Regions from separate parts of the Rattus norvegicus genome. Here region 2 is linked to region 1. Evidence: chromatin contacts called from public Hi-C data. All regions are on one chromosome and are shown on one strand. Each heading gives the region's core, a stretch centred on a gene start, on an enhancer-like site or on the middle of the called end of the contact. The rest is flanking DNA. Distances are from core to core; before and after follow the strand shown. Region 1 overlaps LOC102551006 (a long non-coding RNA gene). Region 2 holds the start of Rab2a (RAB2A, member RAS oncogene family).

Region 1 (2,969 bases), core at 161-2,660:
CACACACATACACACACACAGAGACACACAGATACACACACACTCACACACACACAGAGACACACAGATACACACTCACATACACACACACACAGAGACACACAGATACACACACACACACACACACACACACACACACACACACACGCATATTGTGTTCCCCTGCTCAATACATAGGCCTTCAGTATCTGATGACAAAGATTTGAACAGGCTAACATGGAAATATATAGCTACATCTCCCTGTGCTTCCTGGGTCTCAGGGTCTGCAGGGTACTTTCCCTTCAAGGGAGAGTAGAAAGTTCTTACATGGCTCTCTCAGCCAGATGACCAAGGTGCTGCTGGTACCCCCCCTTGGCCACGTGGAGCTTAGCTGCTCTTTTAAGGATAGAAAAGAAGCCACTATACAACTAATTCAACTGTGGAATCTCAGACAGGAGGAAGTACTTGAACAGCTATGAAGGAAGACATGGAGAATGACCTGGGCCTTGACTATTTAGCACAGGATACCTCAGAAAGCTGCTCCATGAGTAACATTTGAATAATGTTCTGATAGGTGAGACACTGTGGGGAGGCTGGTCGGAAGGGGCAGCATGCAGAGTCTGGGTCATAAGTGTGTTAGGCAAACTGTAAGGACCTAGGAGCTAGAGCCTGGTGAACAAGAGCAGAATGACAGTCAGTAAGGAGTGGGGACACTTAGCAAGGAGTTGACTGTGTAGGATCTGATGGGCCACAGTAGATACTAAGTTTGACATTTCATGTGACAGAAATCCACCAGAAATTTTTGAACCGGAAGTGGCCGTGTGTGTGTGTGTGTGTGTGTGTGTGTGTGTGTGTGTGTGTGTGTGTGTGCACATTGCGTAAAAGTAAACCTAGGACTTCATACATGCTAGATGAGTCCTACTTGGTTTATATCCTCAGGCCTGTCTGACTGCTACCCCAACACCAATTGTAAAACAGTGTCTTATTAGGTTGCCCAGTCAGGATGTGAGTTTAATAGACAGCACAGGCAAACCTTGCACTTAGCATCCTCCTGCCTCAGCCTCCCAAGTAGCTCGGATTATAGGCCTGAGCCACCAACCATAGCTGCCAATGACAGAGAAAGTAAACACCTAGTTACGAAAGTGGAGGGCCAGGCTGCTGCATGTAGTGGCAGAATACCTCCCCACAAATAGGAAGGGGAACCAGCAAGTGAAAAGTGGTTTGGGAATCACAACGACCAAACATGCTGGAGAAGGGGAGATAGGATAAACAGGGAGCCGTGTAGCCGTCCAGCTTGTGAGTCTGAGTGGAGGGCGACATGATTTATTCATCAAGGTGAGAAACCCAAGGGCAGAGCTGCTTTGGAGGGAGAGGCATGCTGTTCCCTTGAGTCATATTAAATACACCCAGAAGGGAACTGGTGACTCAAGCTTGTAGTTCAGGAAAACTGTCTCTGTGGAAGACACAGATGTGAGAACATCAGTGCAGAACTGCAGCTGCAAGAGCAAAGATTTACCAGAGAGGGCATAGTGACAGGGAAGGAAACGCTGAGAAACAGAAGGTTCTAGAAGTGAGCATGGGAAAGGAGAGGAACTAGACGCCGTGTCCATGTCTGGAACCACAGGTGCGGGGAGCCAGGGTGATTGTCATGAGTTTATTGCTACCGTAAGTGACACTGAGACCCCGCACAGAAGAACAAGAGTAGAGAACAGGGAAGAGATAACGAATCAGAAGAACTGCACAGTGGCAGCGAATGCTGTCATGATCAAGGCTCCTGTAAGTCGGCCATGGCTCCCTGGATTTGCCATGCCATGCCACATGCTTGTCTGAACTTACTTCTGGACTGTGATATGGCACCTTTTGGTCATCACTGACTACCTAGGACCCAACATTTTGCCTGACTTTCAATGGCAATAAGTAAACACGTGGGTGAGTTACAAAATAGACATTTTTGCCATGGGACCATGCCCAGAAGAACTCAAGTACCGACCTTCAGCTGTCCTCTCATAAAAGACCATGCTCTCCTCCTGGCTACAGCGTGCGACAGCGTGCAGAATATTTACCCGCAGGGAAGCTCATCAGAGCCACTGCTGCTGGTGTGTATAGGGACTCATTCTGCCCATGTGGCTGACCAGTGCTCAGGCTACCAACTCTCTCTGGGGACAGAGATGCTAGGCCAGGCACAAAAGTTGTCGTTGTGAATGTTAAGCCCAAAGTCAAATTTTCCAGCTCATACAGGATATTCAGAGGGCCCATGGATTTTATCCAAGTAGAGGCAGACAAAGGTCAGGCATTTCTCGGATACATCCACCACATTCAAAACATTATGTTGCGGAAGTGTGGAATAAGATAAGAAGGTTGGGGATTTAGCTCAGTGGTAGAGCACTTGCCTAGCAAGCGCAAGGCCCTGGGTTCGGTCCCCAGCTCCGGGAAAAAAGAAAGAGAAAGGAAGAAAGAAAGAGAGAGAGGGGGGAGGGAGGGAGGGAGGGAGGGAGGGAAGGAGAGAGAGAGAGAGAGAGAGAGAGAGAGAGAGAGAAAGAAAGAAAGAAAGAAAGAAAGAAAGAAAGAAAGATGAATAAGATAAGAAATAAGAAGCTTGGAAAAGGTGATGTTTATCATGCTTAGCAAGGTTAGTATGATTACAGAAAATAGTGTAGTTAGTATAGGGAACCAAAAGATCAAAAATAAAATGCATGGAACATTCATGGAAAACAACTAGCTGACACGATTGGCAGTGGACAGAAAGATTGCTCAAGACTATATGCCCAATGCTACTTGAATTGTCATAAGTAAACTATGACCCAGTGGCATTCCACTGCAGTGCTGGTACGACATGACGTGGCTTGCACAGCAAGATACCTCCTGGCACACAAGCACATGAATGCCATAGGTATACCTAATCGTAAGACGTGGTGTACTCTTGGAGATGTCTGGTTTGCTAGCATACATGACCCTCCCATATCATAGCAACAGACTGAGTAAGATCAACA
Region 2 (2,969 bases), core at 252-2,751, 79 kb after region 1:
TGTGCGGTGTGTGTGTGTGTGGTGTGTGTGTGTGTGTGTGTGCGGTGTGTGGTGTGTGTGTTTTGTGTGTGTGTGTGTGTGTGGTGTGTGTGTGTGTGCGGTGTGTGGTGTGTGTGTTTTGTGTGTGTGTGTGTGTGTGGTGTGTGTGTGTGGTGTGTGTGTGGTGTGTGGTGTGTATGTGTGTATGTGTTGTGTGTGTGTGTGTCTGTGTGTGTGGTGTGTAGTGTGTGTGTTTTGTGTGTGTGGTGTGTGATGTGTGTGTGTGGTGTGTGGTATGTGTGTGGTGTGTGGTGTGTGTTTTGTGTGTGTGGTGTGTGGTGTGTGTGTGGTGTGTAGTGTGTGTGTTTTGTGTGTGTGGTATGTGTGTGGTGTGTGTGTGTGTGGTGTGTGTGGTGTGATGTGTGGTGTGTGTGTGTGTGTGTGTGTGTGTGTGTGTCCTTCCATTGTGGTTTCTAGAGAATGAACTCAAGACAGGCTTGCCTGGCAGGTGCTTTATCTGTTCATTTTCAGGACACATTTTTTTGAGACAGGGTCCCTTGTTTGACCCCTCAGTGTTGTAAAGAATGATCTAGAACTCCTGACCCTCCTTCCTCTATCTATCTCCCGAGGGCTGAGATTATAAATGCATGGCAGGCTTGTAATAACCTTTGTCCTTTTGATACAGGCTTTCCGGTAACTGGTTCAGATGCAATCTCTCCAGAAAACTGTTTAGATAGTTAAACTCTGTCCTCCACCTTCTTCAAAACCTGGGCTTTTAAAGAACTAAGTCTGCTTCTTGCTGGTACCACTAACAATATATACAGGATAGAGTCAAAGGCAAAAACTTTGAACTGCACACACACATACACTTCTTATCAATTCCATCGTGTAACTTAATATCAGGTATTTATTTCAGTGTTTCATACAATACATATACAGAACACGATTAAGCTACATATCGTATACATTACATGAATATACAACACGGCACTTAGAATTATGGTCTGATAAATGGCATGCAAAGGTATATCTACTTCAATATTTATACAGATTTTTTTGTTTTACATATTTTAAGGAACAGCATAACAGCATAGTATTCCATTATAGGGGCATACCACAATTACTAGCTCCCGATTTAGTTTCCCCAAACACTACACACACACACACACACACACACGCACGCACGCACGCACGCACACAGACAGACACACAGACAGACACACAGACAGACAGACAGACAGACAGACAGACAGACAGACACACACACACACACACACACACACACACGCACACGCGCACACACACACACACACACACACACACACACAAAGAGCGGAGCTGAACCTAGCCTGCTTGGGCTCCTCGCGACTCCCGGACACCCAGCCTGGTGGGCGGGGCTCCGGGGTAGGCGGGACTCCGACCGGAGGGCGCGGCCGCGGCTCCTCCCCTCTCCTCCGGCGGCGCCGGCGGCGGCAGCACTTCCGGGTCGGCGCGGAGGCGGGGCGGAGGCGCCGCGGCTGTTATTGTTCCGAAGGGCTGGGCCGCTGCGATCCGCGCTCGGCGCTGTCAGTTCGTCCCGCTGCCCCTCGGCCCTTGCTGCTGGCTCTGACGGCGACCGACGGCGGGCGGGGCCCGGGTTCGCGGCCGAGCGGCGCCGGTGAGGGCGCGGAGGAGGCGCACAGCGGGAGGAGGAGCCGTGAGCCTGGCACGGAGCGGCCGCGGCCATGGCGTACGCCTATCTCTTCAAGTACATCATCATCGGCGACACAGGTGAGGCCGGCGGCGGGCTTGGGAGACCCAGAGCGGGCAGGAGGGGCAAACGGCGGTGGCGCCGGTAGGCACGGGTCGGGCGGCGCGGCGCCTCCCTTCCTCCCTCGGTCCCCTGGCCGCCGCTCCATTTCCGCAGTGCTGGCGCTGGTGACGTGGGCGCTGCGAGCGGCCGCGGCCTGGCTGGGCCTTCCCCGCTTCGCCCGGGCCCGCTGCAGCCCAGCCAGCGGCAGCCGTTTGCCACTCCCGGAGAGTGTGACAGCAGGATGGCTGTCCCCGGGGCCCCGCCTCGACTGTCTTTGCGGCCCGGGGAGTGAGAGAAAAGCCGAGCGAATTAGAGCGTGACAGGCCCCAGTCCGGATTTTTCTCCCTGGTCCCACCTCCCCGACCTGCACGCTTCCGTCTAGGCCCTGGCAAGGCGCACCCTGAAGTGGGACAGCCTGTTGAGGAGAAAAAAAAATTGAAAAAGGAAAAAAAAAATCTTTTTTTTTTTGAAACATCCTCAACCTCCAAGTCCTAATAAGTCAGGTCACATGATTCAGTGGCAGGGCAATTCTTCTCGGGGTCATTAAAGCACTGTAGACTCCGGCGACTTTTGCCACGTGTATGCTGGGATTATTTGATTGGATAGTAATGCAAGGCAGGTCAGTGCTCTGGGTGTGAGCATACAGTGGGTATGCTGACTGACTACTGATTTTTTTCTTTTTTTCAGTTGTGTCAAGTCCAAGATCACAACTGCTAATTTTCAAGTGACCTCGTGTACATTTGTAGCAAAAAGAAAAAAAAATCAGTCCCCACTTAAAAATAGCATCCTAATAAGTTTCTCAAGCAAATAAGCAAGCTGTTCATGAAATACTTTGAATACCTGCGATTTGGGCCTCATTTCGAATCTAATAATAAACGTAAAGCTTGTTTAGGTGTTAAAACTATTAATACATCAGAGTCTGATTTCAGTGCTGACTGTTGCACAACCTAGACCCCTTACACAACTTTGTAAATGTAGAAGCAGGTTTGAGGTTGCCCTATGATGTAGCAGGTTCTATAAGTAACTCTGGAAGTATGTTGATTGCTGCCCAATAAAAACTTCCTGCTGTAAATACAGTTTTTCAGCAAGGGATGTGAGTGTGTGTGTGTGTGTGTAAGGAAACTGGATAGTTTTCTATGCAAGGTACTGGGTAAAGCCATATTTTGTAAACTGGGAAAGTGGTATCTAAAATAAAAGC

The links. A called contact is a pair of places that touch in the nucleus more often than the background predicts.
Region 2: a Hi-C map of the A7r5 cell line shows a contact between it and region 1, with 3 times the contacts expected there. The contact joins the promoter of Rab2a here to the enhancer-like site in region 1. A contact is called at or near these places in 2 of 12 Hi-C or Micro-C datasets (the A7r5 cell line and Schwann cells).

What each region holds. Positions count from the first base shown.
Region 1 is chr5:26,393,126-26,396,094 of GRCr8, forward strand. All of the region lies in intron 3 of LOC102551006 (a long non-coding RNA gene), which reads right to left. Among named protein-coding and RNA genes, the nearest start is that of Rab2a, 79 kb to the right of the region's middle. Within about 2 kb of position 1,411, at least 4 of the 93 cell types and tissues checked have an H3K27ac peak or open chromatin away from gene starts, as enhancers often do. A contact at or near this core is called in the A7r5 cell line, where this site is marked.
Region 2 is chr5:26,471,923-26,474,891 of GRCr8, forward strand. It overlaps Rab2a (RAB2A, member RAS oncogene family), which reads left to right and starts at 1,502. Exons shown (of 8, transcript NM_031718.2): 1 at 1,502-1,749. The coding sequence starts at 1,704.